4 separate regions of the Mus musculus genome follow, and all the other regions are linked to region 2. A link is a contact called in public Hi-C and Micro-C data. All regions are on one chromosome and are shown on one strand. The core of a region is the stretch at or near the end of the contact, and the rest is flanking DNA. Distances in the headings are between cores, read along the strand shown.

Region 1 (2,700 bases), core at 27-2,526, 670 kb before region 2:
TATGAGCAAATTTGAAGAGATGGGCTCATGGAATAAGTCTTAGATAGAGTTGAACTGTGGTAGAGAAAGAAGGGGAGAACAGAGTGCAAGGGACACACGGACCCGAGAGAAGACTGTCCACCCTGCTGGAGGCGTCACATGGCTTCCTGGTGCTTTGCAGGATCCTCCAGGCCTCGGCACCACTGACAAGAAGTTTGGATTCAGTCATCATCCAGTCATTTCATTCTAAGTTTTAGCTCTACTACAGAACATGATCTCCAGTGAACAAAGCAGAAAAATCAGAGCCTATGTGTCAAGGCGTCTATCATATAGGGTCCTCGGGTAAGTGCTTTCTTCTGTTTCTGTCAATAGCAATTGCCCAGCAAGTAACATGGCATCTTTGGAGGACAGGAGAGTTCAGTGGTCAGCAGTGTCCAGGTAATAAGTTCTACACAGCTTTCCATATCTCTATGGAAGCTTTAGTAACTCTGTTACTGTGGTGGGACCAGGAGGTGGCTAGTATCACGTTGTAGAGTGTCCTTCTAGCCCATTCTCCTGTGTGGATGAAGGTATTGCAGGGTACACTTCACAGACTGCTCTGCTATATCAGAAGCATCATCTTAGGTCTTCATGTTTAAGAACCTTTCTAGTTCAGAGGGCCCATAAGACTCTTATTTTCTATATTAGATATTTTCTTTATTTACATTTTCAATGTTATCTCTTTTTCTAGTTTCCTCTCCTAAAATCCCCTATCCACTCCCCCTCCCCCTGCTCCCCAACCCACCCATTCCAGATTTCTGGCCCTGGCATTCCCTTATATATCTTGCAAGAACAAGAGCCTCTCCTCCCATTGATGACTAGGCCATCCTCTGCTACATATGCAACTAGAGACATGAGTCCCACCATGTGTTTTCTTTGATTGGTGGTTTAGTCCCAGGGAGCTCTGGGGGTACTGGTTAGTTCATATTGTTGTTCCTCCTATAGGGCTGCAAACACCTTCAGCTCCTTGGGTACTTTCTCTAGTTCCTTCAATGTGAACCCTGTGCTCTGTCCAATGGATGACCGTGAGCATCTACTTCTGTATTTGCCAGGCACTGGCAGAGCCTCTCAGGAGAGAGCTATATCAGGCTCCTGTCAGCAAATCTTGTTGGCATCTGCAATAGTGTCTGAGTTTGGTGGTTTTTTATGGGGTGGATCCCCAGGTGGGGCAGTCTTAGAGACGTTTCTCTCTTGTCTTAATCATCTCTTCTTCCAGCTGCCTTTATCATAAATGCTCCTTGAGGTCCAGGCCTTCTTGTTTTGCACACTAGAGGGTAGTGTTGAGCCTCTTTAGAAATTCCTGCACTTGGGACAGAGGGGGGAAAAATCTGATGGATTACCCTTTCTTTTTTTGTAAATCAAAGAGGGCTAAGGGCCCAACAGCTGCTTCTCTTATATAAAAACCACCCTGATGGGCAGGATTTTGCACATAATCCCTGAATCCAGAAGTTCTTGAAAGCCATAGTTCATCTTCTCTTCTAAAATGTCTCTACTTCCATACCTAAAGGACTAAGCCCTCAAGTTGCATTTCTACAGGCTTGTGACTGGAAGCAACCCGGGGAGGGGAGGAAAGAGAGAGAGAGAGAGACAGAGAGAGACAGAGAGAGACTGAGAGAGACAGAGAGACAGAGAGAGACAGAGAGAGACAGAGAGAGACAGAGAGACAGAGAGAGAGACAGAGACAGAGAGACAGAGAGACAGAGAGACAGAGACAGAGACAGACAGACAGACAGACAGACAGAGACAGGCAGGCAGGCAGGCAGACTTTCCTTGTTTTGCTCTACATGAAGTATAACGGTGGGTGAAATAGAGTGGAAACTGATAAACTCCGTTGTATACAAGCTTCTGCATGAACACAAGTGTTTCTTTAACTATACCCAACTCTAGCCATTCTGCCTCTATCTCCGGTTCAAGAGTCTGTGCAAACTCCCTTTGGATAACCTTACATGTAGGCTCACCTACAACAGTCCTAGTTTATGTCTTTTCCTGTGGCATTCATTAATAGTCTTTTCATACACTTCCGTACAAGTCCCAGCTTGATCTATCAATTACATGACAACCAAGCTCTGAGTCAAATACGTTGGATCTGGACTCCAGCTATACTGTTCACAAGCTGTGTGACCTTGGGCAAGTCATTCATTCTCTCTGGGTTTCAGTTTTGTTCTAATGTTGGTATGATCGTAAGAATGAAATTAGTCCAGTCCTACTTAAAGAATGGCTGGCACATATTTAACCCCTCAAAAGGAGCAGCAGTTGAAATGGACTCCCAGGAAGATTCACAGTGACTGGTGTGGGCAACATTGGTGTGAGAAACCATGAGAGCCGAGGGTCAATTCTATGGAGAAAGAAATCAAAAGTGGCCATTCCTCCTTGAGTGTTTACAGCAGTAAACCTAGTGTCATTGTCACCAGCAGTTTGTAAGAAATGCAGATTCCCTGGCCCAGTCCCAGGTGCTGGGAATCAGAATCTTGAGTACAGTACCCAATAAGTTCTCTATTACTCAGGTCTTCTGGGAAACTTAACATACACTACAAACATTGAGAACCACGGAATGGATGCTTGGCAGCAAACAGGCTACACTGACTGGAGACAGGTATTGTCAAATCTTTTGTCTTCTAAGAAGAGAAAGACCTGTGGAGAAGTCCTAACCAGCAACAGGAGAACCTAATTAACAGTGCAAGT
Region 2 (2,953 bases), core at 365-2,864:
TTCACTGCCACAACCTCCCCTCAAACTTTGAGCCGAAAGCAACCCTTCCTTTTTATGAAGTTGCTTCTGGCAATATTCTGCCCCCACAATATGTAAAGTAACTAATGCTGAGGGTGGGGGGAAACTTTAACCACAAGATTTTCTGTTTGGAGAATCCAATCTCCCACACTATTTGCTTACATTAGCCATCTGAAGTACCTAAGGCATAATTACTTATCTATATGTTAGAAGTACTGCTATGCTATTCTGATTTGTTTTAACAGGGTCTCATTACATACCCAGCCTAGAACTCACTATCACGAGCAGGCTAACCACAAACTCATGGTCCCCCTAACTCAGCCTCCCAAGGACTAGGATTACTGTAACCGTCATTCCTGTTTTGTTTTGTTTTGTTTTTTAATTAAGTTCCAGCCTTCCCCCCTCCCCTTGCCTTTTTCCTAATATTTACAAGTGCTTGATCATATTCACCCTCTCCCCACCCCCTCATGATCCACCCCTCCCCCACTCATCCAATTATTATTATTATTATTTTTTACCCATCAAGCCCAACTTACGCAGCATATATTCTTGGGTGTGTGGCCTTCCAGTGAGGTTGCTTGACTCACCAGGGGAGCCACTCTTAAAGAAAAATGACTCTCCTTCTCCCTGCAGAGATCAATTGCCAATAGCTCCCCAGCTATGGGTGGGATTTCACATCTGCTTCCCCTCCTTTCCTTCTCTGGGCTGAGACTTAATTCTGAAGTCTTACCTTTAGGGAAAGGGGTAAAGTGAATAGATGGAGACATTGCAGAGTAAGTTGGCTTCCCAGGGCATACATAGATGCTATTGCGAGGCTTACACTGGTAATAGATTATTGATTCAAAACATTTAAGAGCAAATAGTTCAAAGAACTAGGAGCATACACGACCAAATCCCACCTACCTTAGAATTTTTTTTCTGACCATATAGTGAGCAGCAGAAGGTCACAGAACTGTCATTGGCAAGACCCCAGCTTACAGCTACAATGTCAGAACTGTATCTTGAACTGGGTATAATGGCTCACATCTGTAACCTCAGCGTTTGGAAAAAAACAGGATTGCTGCAAGTTCAAGGCTAAAAAGTTAGGTTCAGGCCAGCCTGGGTTCCAGAATTAGATCCTATTTCCTTAATGGATCTTTCCTATCAGAGAGCAGCAATCCACTTCTAATGAAAAAGTACAGAGGTGGAACCCGCTCGGGGTTGGAGGAGCATACCAAATTGCTTGCTGAGAGGGAGTGCCTATGTCACAGGCTTCCCAAGGCACCTCTGGGCAAGCACCCTGGCCTCAGCCTCATAGAGTGCCAGTATCTGCTTCCAGCCTTTGCAAGCATCGACCTTGGAGGTCGCTGCCATCTCCAATACAAGCTTGGGGTTCTGTTGCCCTTCGTTTTAGAATATGAATCTGCTGGGGGTGACCAAGGGGAGCCAGCAGCTTCCCCTCCGGGGCCCCAGTGCGGTTGCTCTCTTGTGCAATCGACATGAGGCAGATGCATGACATTCTGGACTTGAGAATGTGGGGTATTCAGAGCCAGACCAAGCGTATGTGTGTGGGTAGACAGCTGGCTTTACCAGCTTGCCAGAATCAGGGAGAGGGAGAGGATCGGAGACCACTTATCTCCCTCCCACCCCACCCCCCTCATTCCAAGCTTAAACACCAGACCAGTATGTCTCCAAGCAAGACAGAAAAGAAGGGGGGAGGGGGGAGAACACGGGACAACGCCACATGTAAGGGATGTTAGGAAACCCAAACACAGTTCGGCACTGATGTACTTAATTTGGTTTATAAAATGCAATTTGCAATTTCTGTGGAATCCTCTGTTAGTGTTAAAAGGGAAAACAAAGGGGGTCAGTTGAATAGGATCAGGAAAACAGAGTCGGGACTGGAAGCTGTCGCCATCATCTGACTGGAGTCTGTCACCATCAGGCTGGAGACTGCTCGCAGGTCTCTGGACAACTCTGTTAGTTTCCTCATCTGAAAAATGTGATCACTGCCTAGTCAACTTTACAGAGGTTGGATAGAAACGTAGGAGCCTCAGCTTACATGTTAACAAAAGGCATATGTGTTACTGAAATGACTTATTTTTGATCTGAAAGATTACTAGTGAGTATAGCTTGGTTTGCTCTCAAAACAACTTGGGCCTTTGTTTACCTGTCCACGGCCTGCTTGCTACAACCTTTCTCCAGAGGAGACCTTTACCCAGCATCAACCCACAGATTTTGGACGATGCTGACTGAGCCTTTTTTTAGACATGTAACCAATCAGAGCAGACCCGACAGCCACATGACCTGAGCCAACCAATCAGGGAGCGAAGTTTCAAGTCTGACCATTTTGGTGGAACTACTGTTTATTAGAGGTTGTTATTCTCTCTCCTCTCTGGAACAGGCTGCGGACTTAAGAGTTCTAGAAGCTTCCTCACTCCTCCAGAGGAAAGGCTGCCTAAAAACAGTAATCAGGAAGAAAACAGGGCAGCAGATGAAGTCCCGGTAGCACCCTTTGGTCCTGCAGTCCCTAACATCAGTTCTGCACCTGAGATCTGATGCTCTGGTCGTTGGGCAGAAGTGGATTTCTGAAGCCTGTACCCCCAGGAGTCTTGACTGATACAAAATTCTGAAACAGTCTGAGAATCCACAAAGATGAGCCGATCCTGTCCACATACAACACTGCGTGAACTAAGAAAAGACAAGGATTAAGCCACATCTTTATTTGTGTGTGTCTATCTCTGTGTATCTGGGGTGTACACATATGTGTGCATGCAAAGGCCAGAGGGTATCAGGTGTCAGCTTCTTATCACACTGTCTTATTTCCTAGGAACAGGACCTCTCCCTGAACCCGATGCTCTCTTGTTTCTCTGCGAGGCTGCCTGACTAGCTGGCCACGGGGATCCTCCCGACTCCCGGTCCCCTCTCAGCACTGGGGTGGCAGGGTCCATTGACA
Region 3 (3,104 bases), core at 444-2,943, 650 kb before region 2:
TCCAGCTTTTCCCTAATTCAGTCACAGGGATCAGCTGCTTCTGTCTATTGGTTGGGTGTAAATATCTGCATCTGACTCTTTCAGCTGCTTGTTGGGTCCTTCGGAGGGCAGTCATGCTAGGTCCATTTTTGTGAGCACCCCATAGCCTCAGTAATAGTGTCAGGTCTTGGAGCCTTCCCTTGAGCTGGATCCCACTTTGGGCCTGCCACTGGACCTCCTTTTCCTCAGGCTCTTCTCCATTTTTGTCCCTGCAGTTCTTTTGGACAGGCACAATTATGGGTCAGAGTTTTTGACTTTTTCTTTCTTTCCCCTTTCCTTTTTGACTTCCTTTTGTTTTTACTCTGTCACACTTGCTGAAGTGCAATTGTGGCTGGAGCCAAGGTCTCTCATACTTGCTCCCTTGGTGACCTCTTTCTGAAGGCCAAGAAATCATCTACTTTCTACTCTCTGATTTTCCAGCAATCACCATGCTTTGTAGACGTAGCCAGGGTAGATCCTCAAATAAAGATTTTTGTAAAAACAGGATATCAAGGAACATTTCTGCTTTGCTACAAACATAATTCTGAAAGTCACTGTGATATGCACATATGCCTGAAAACCATGAAGCAGGAGGCAATTGTATGTATATTCTCCACATTGCCCCTGTCAGGGTCTAGAACACCATTTTCCAGTTGAGCTATGAGCAGAATAAAAATAATCTCTCTCTCTGCTACCAAACATAGTAGCCACAAGCTCCATGCAGCTACTGACTAAAGAATTTATTTTAATTTAATTTTGACACATCATGACTGGTCATTGCTTATAGTGAAATGACACAGCAGATTGCAGATATAATTCCTGCGTATACATGTTTGTACTGGTGTATCTGAATCGTATGTGAGGATGTGTGTATGTGTGGATATAAGTGTTGATGTCTGAAGACAACTTGGGTGTCATTCCTTGGGCTCTTATCTTTTGGAGGAAGCAGACTCTGTCACTGGCATTGAGTTTGTTAAATAGCCTAGGCTTGTTGGTCGTTGAGTTTCAGATTTCCACGACTCCAAACCTCTAGCACTGGGATTACAAGTGCATTATCACCACACCTGGCTTTTAATATGCAGGTTCCAGAGATTGAATTCAGGTCCTTATGCATTCGAGTGAAAAACACTTTATCATTGGGGTTATCTTCCTGTAGGATATAATTCCCCAAGACAAGAGATAGATCTTCTAACCTTGTCAAAGCGAGGCATGCATGCTCAACTTCTGATCTGATAAATGAGAGCAGCATCTCCGAGATGCGTTGGATCTCAGAGCTAGTAAGGGCATGTGGCTGGGAAGTGATTTATTCTGCTCTTTCTATGATGCTACACCCAGTAGCTTTTCCTTCCTAATGAACGGAATGGCACTATGCTGCCGTGTGATCCTACTCATCTGAAACACAGCAGAGCAGTAATTAACTGCCTGATTTGCAAGTAAAATCTTCATAACCCCTTCTCTCCAGCAAACAAGAAATCTGGCTCTTTTGTCTATGGAAATGGCCTGCTATTTCTTTGCCCCTGAGACATTGGGCCATGACCTCAGAAGAACTGTCCCATATCACAACAAGCTGGTACTTTAGGGCGGCCTCCCATTTCTTCCAGCCAACTTATACCAAAGCGATTTCCCAACACATGTTTATAGATGTGCTCTCCTGAGCTCCACACACAGAGAACCGTTTTCCTTTTGAACAGCTTGTATGGTTACATCTTGTAGTAATTTATCTGTGTGCTGCCTGCCAACTGCTTTGGAGGGAAAACATGTTTGATGCATAACAATAGATCATTTGGGGATAAATCAAATCCTTAATGAAGTCTTGCTTCTCTGCAGCCAGGCCTCTCGCTCAGAGGAGCCTCTCTGGGGCTGTAGTGGCTTAGGAAAGGGAATGTGGGTGCCCCATTCTGTGAAACAAGTAAATTCAGAGACTTGGTTTTCTCCAAGACAAGACTAACAACAGAGCATCCCTGGGGCCCTTCCTCACGGAGGCCGACTGAAACCACTGATGTTGGATTGGAGTCTAGAGCCTGGAGGCTGTTCAGATTAGACCTATGTTTGGAAGAAATGAGAGATCTCTTTTGCCCAAAGCCTCACACTTTCCTTGGAGGGACTCCATGGCCGCCCACACACCCTTGTCTTTCCCAGTTCCTCTAGAGAAAAAGGAAAGTTACAAGGAGATAGAAAGTAAGAAGAGAGGAGAAGAAAGAGAAGGAGAAGACTAGAACCCACAGTCTAAAAGAAAGTAGGGGAGAGGTGTGAGAGAACAGAGGGAAGGCCTTAAGCAAGAAGGATGGGAGGAAGCAAACCAAGCTAGATACCAGCTAAAGCCATATGTACCATAAACACTGTGACTCTGGTTGAACACTTGCCATACACGACATGCCAAGTGCCAGACACCACATGCCAGACTCCTAGGAACCACGTGATATCCAGAGACCTTAAGAAAGCAGTGGCTGGATCCCTGCAAACCTCTTGTGCTGAGACTATGCACCACACAGGTGCTACTAAGGACGATACTCATCTCTTTTCTAAGCACTTCACTCCGAATATCTAGAAGGCCTGAAGTGGAAGGCTGAAAAGGGGGATGGGGGCTGGTGGTGAGGTGGGGGTAGGAAGGCACCATGAGAGAGTCAGAATAACTGATATAAAAATGTTTAATCATATCAGCCTGTCCTCATCTGAGGACATGCATCACCCATAGACATGCTAAAATGCCAAGTAAAACACAGATTATGCTTTGAGCCTGCACTCATGAACTCCCCATGGGAGCCTTGCAGGGGCTGGTATATGTTTTTTGCTGAATTGGGGGTACATTTGAAGCTAAGTTCTGAGATTGTTTTCTAAGGAGAAGAATGAGCTGTGCAAGTGATTTTTCTTGAGTGACTGAGGAACTCTTTCATCAAGTGCTCACCCCCCCCCCCCCCCCCCAGTCTTCTCTGGCTCCCTCTGCCTCCAGGACCAAGTCCAAACCCTCTGTCCTGAAATCCAAGGCCTTCCACAGGCTGGCTCCAGACAGCCTTATCAACAGTGTTTTTCCACCACTCTGCTGCGAGCGATCAATCCCGTGGAGTTCGTTCGTAAGCTTGAAGCCC
Region 4 (2,853 bases), core at 88-2,587, 720 kb before region 2:
ATTTAGGCTGAATTTTGTTTTCTCAATTATGAAGCTATCTCAGAAAACATACTTTGGGGGAATCTATACACAATGATTTGATAAATTCATATTTAGTCTCTATAATAGTGTTTGGCATCATTATGAACCTTGGGGCTGGAGAAATGGCTCAGCACTTATGAGCACTCTCTGATTTTGCAAAGGACCTAGTTGGGTCCCAACACCCACTTAGTGGGTCCCAACTATACAGCTCCAATTTTGGCAGATCTGATGGCCCCTTCTGGCTTCCACGGGCTTCTGCATGCACATGATACACATAAACATAGGCAGGCACATATGCATACATATAAAAACTACTTAACAACAAAAAGTAATTTCATCATAGTAATTCTAATTAGGGGAGATTTGATATAAAAGCACAGCAGCTGAGAGAGAGAAGGGGGGGAGAGAGGCACACAATATATAATTATGTCAGGTAACAAGAAAAGGAAGAAAGGGAAAGGTATGGAGGGGAAAATACCAAAAGGATGCTCTTCATATCGACCTCGAGCAGGGATGACTGAAGAACCGACCTCGAGCAGGGATGACTGAAGAACCGAGATGAGATTTGAGTAGACAGTCATAGGAAAGGAAGGGCATGACCAATGTAGATGTCTGAGAAAAGAACATTCTGCATAAAGGAAGCTGCTGGACCCAGTGTCCACTGAGGCTGGCTGTTTTGTATCCCACACACATCATGGATGCTTGCTGAATTAATGAATACAGGTGTTTTCCCTGACATTTGAGAAAATTGGGTTTTCTTAGTATTAAGTTATGGGTCCAGGGCCACCCAGCAAGCAAAGAAGCAGAGCTGAAAGGTGAGCCCTACTCATGATTTTTATTCGGATCTCATACTCTTCCAATCGTTACTCATTTTTAGGAGGCATCAGGAACTCCCACAGTTGATTTATATCTGATCTCTGCTTCCTCCAATCTCAGACTCCTTCCTCCAGCCCTGTACACTTAATAGCAGCTATAAGTTCTAGAATTTAATGCAAATCCTACCAGACAACTTGGTATCAGTGGCCCAATTCTCAGAAAAAAATTGGAGAACTCAAATATTTCTACATGTGGAAGCACTTGGAAGAATTGAACTATTCTTTAATGTGTTGTGGGTAAGGCCATCCTGCCTCTGACATTCTGCTGCCGCCGAATTCATTTCTGTCTTTGTGAGGAGTAATTGATTTGGGGTGAGGGGTGTCAGGTTTGCCCTCCCTGAAGAAGAAAATGTGCAGAATGGAAAGGCAGCCATTCCCCAGAGCTGGCCACCGCCTCCTTAGCAACAACAGCCCGTGTACACACTTACACGCAAACACTGCACCAAAACAAGCAGAGGTCACTGTCTGTGGGCACTTCCAAGAATGATCTCAATTTTTCATAAAACAATGTTTATAAATTAGATGGAGCCCCAGAGCAGTCCGGGAATAGAAATAACCATTTTTACGAGGCTTCCTGCCATTACATTATTGCTTGTTTGCTTGGAATGAGCAAAATACAGTGTGCAGTCGACCTCTTCCTGAGCCAAGCAAAGATCTTCTTACAAAGCCCCCAGGCAAGTAAGCCTCAGTTGGGATATGTCCTGGGTACCAACAGGGATGTTCATTCTGGCTCCTTTGACTGCAATCATCATAGCTCCAGGTCCTATTGTCCCCTTTACCTTTCCTTTCCAGCCCCTCACAAATTCCCGAGTTAGCACAAGCAAAACCGAGGTGATTTTTAAATGTCGAGTGAAGTTGAACCTACTGCAGGATTGAATCAACACGATGAGTGAATAGTCTGACTCCAGCACAGATCTGCACACCTTTTTACGTTCCTGAGTCCCTGCTACATGGAAGGCTCTCTGATACATGGAAGGACACTGAAGGCATGGCTACATTTTCCTACCCAACTCCCTATTCTTACAGCTTTTCCTTATTTCCCTAGAGCCATTTATGCTGCTTGCTGTAGCCTTTGACAAAGGATGATTTTAGCCTTCATCCCATATCACTCTTTCCACCCATAATCCCTCCCACCATCCCAGTCCCCTGAATACATCGCTGACATGCTCTCTTCCACCTTCCATTTCCCGTGTGTGCACACCTTACTGGCAGATTGCAGATTTGTACTGTAACCTAGATTACATTCGGATATTGCTGGAGGCAAAGGGATTGAGGACTCTTGGTTCACCGGATCAAAGTGAGAGCAGATATCCCCAAACAAAACAAAACAAGATCTAGCATTGTGATGATCACCACTGTGTAGGCACAGAGTATCTGGAAAAGAAAGGGATGTTCCAGTTTGCTTTCTATGGCTGTGATTAAAGGTCATGGCCAAAAGCTACTTGGGGAGGAAAAGGTTTATTTAACTTTACATCTTACAGTCCATTATGAGGGGTAGTCAGGGCAGAAATTTAAGGCAGAATCCAGAAGGCAGGAACTGAAGCAGAGGCCAGAGACAAGTGCTACTGACTGACTGTACTATATACTACTGAATCCCCAGAGAGTATCCGGAGAGGACCTGCAGAGACTACTGGCTAAGATTGTTTTTAAAAACTTGGTCCTACCCTAAGCAGGGTTCTAGAGACTTAATTCACCTTATTCTCTGCCATATTTGTCATCTCCAATGTTCTTTTTGCTCCACACCCCTCAGCCTGTAATACCCTGAATATTACGTAGTAGCAGTGCTCAGATAAACATGGGGGTCTTCATGGAACAAGCGACTACAAGTAGGAAAACTGGATGTCTTCCTTTTCATAAGTGACTCCTGCTGGTGCCTCATGGAAGAATATATACTTGAATTTGTAAGGCTCATTCATGTTCACAGCCTTGAGATAACTTGGTCTGGGTTATGGCTTTT

The links. Hi-C and Micro-C count contacts between places; a contact is called where the count stands out from the background.
Region 1: a Hi-C map of bone marrow-derived macrophages shows a contact between it and region 2, with 27 read pairs. The contact joins two enhancer-like sites. A contact is called at or near these places in 1 of 39 promoter capture datasets (the 3T3-L1 cell line), 2 of 15 datasets of contacts at CTCF or cohesin (hippocampal excitatory neurons and large pre-B cells), 63 of 484 Hi-C or Micro-C datasets (the 3T3-L1 cell line, 3T3-L1-derived adipocytes, the AML12 cell line and 36 more), 5 of 115 datasets of contacts at active chromatin or transcription factors (SST interneurons, acute myeloid leukemia, embryonic basal ganglia and 2 more) and 1 of 9 other capture datasets (embryonic stem cells).
Region 3: a Micro-C map of palatal mesenchyme shows a contact between it and region 2, with 2.3 times the contacts expected there. The contact joins two enhancer-like sites. A contact is called at or near these places in 1 of 39 promoter capture datasets (the 3T3-L1 cell line), 43 of 484 Hi-C or Micro-C datasets (the 63-12 cell line, the Ba/F3 cell line, the C2C12 cell line and 26 more), 5 of 115 datasets of contacts at active chromatin or transcription factors (SST interneurons, acute myeloid leukemia, embryonic basal ganglia and 2 more) and 1 of 9 other capture datasets (embryonic stem cells).
Region 4: a contact with region 2 is called in a Hi-C map of uterus, with 2.0 times the contacts expected there. The contact joins two enhancer-like sites. A contact is called at or near these places in 5 of 39 promoter capture datasets (the 3T3-L1 cell line, the C10 cell line, hippocampal neurons and 1 more), 5 of 15 datasets of contacts at CTCF or cohesin (the NIH/3T3 cell line, embryonic stem cells, liver and 2 more), 76 of 484 Hi-C or Micro-C datasets (the 3T3-L1 cell line, the AML12 cell line, the AtT-20 cell line and 42 more), 6 of 115 datasets of contacts at active chromatin or transcription factors (acute myeloid leukemia, astrocytes, embryonic basal ganglia and 3 more) and 1 of 9 other capture datasets (embryonic stem cells).

The regions. Positions count from the first base shown.
Region 1 is chr10:87,647,990-87,650,689 of GRCm38.p6, forward strand. No RefSeq gene overlaps it. Among named protein-coding and RNA genes, the nearest start is that of Pah, 130 kb to the left of the region's middle. Within about 2 kb of position 1,277, at least 6 of the 459 cell types and tissues checked have an H3K27ac peak or open chromatin away from gene starts, as enhancers often do. A contact at or near this core is called in bone marrow-derived macrophages, where this site is marked.
Region 2 is chr10:88,319,652-88,322,604 of GRCm38.p6, forward strand. It overlaps a transcript of Washc3 not described here. Among named protein-coding and RNA genes, the nearest start is that of Gm51779, 16 kb to the right of the region's middle. Within about 2 kb of position 1,615, at least 55 of the 459 cell types and tissues checked have an H3K27ac peak or open chromatin away from gene starts, as enhancers often do. A contact at or near this core is called in bone marrow-derived macrophages, palatal mesenchyme and uterus, where this site is marked.
Region 3 is chr10:87,664,823-87,667,926 of GRCm38.p6, forward strand. No RefSeq gene overlaps it. Among named protein-coding and RNA genes, the nearest start is that of Gm30073, 130 kb to the right of the region's middle. Within about 2 kb of position 1,694, at least 46 of the 459 cell types and tissues checked have an H3K27ac peak or open chromatin away from gene starts, as enhancers often do. A contact at or near this core is called in palatal mesenchyme and uterus, where this site is marked.
Region 4 is chr10:87,604,359-87,607,211 of GRCm38.p6, forward strand. No RefSeq gene overlaps it. Among named protein-coding and RNA genes, the nearest start is that of Pah, 84 kb to the left of the region's middle. Within about 2 kb of position 1,338, at least 4 of the 459 cell types and tissues checked have an H3K27ac peak or open chromatin away from gene starts, as enhancers often do. A contact at or near this core is called in uterus, where this site is marked.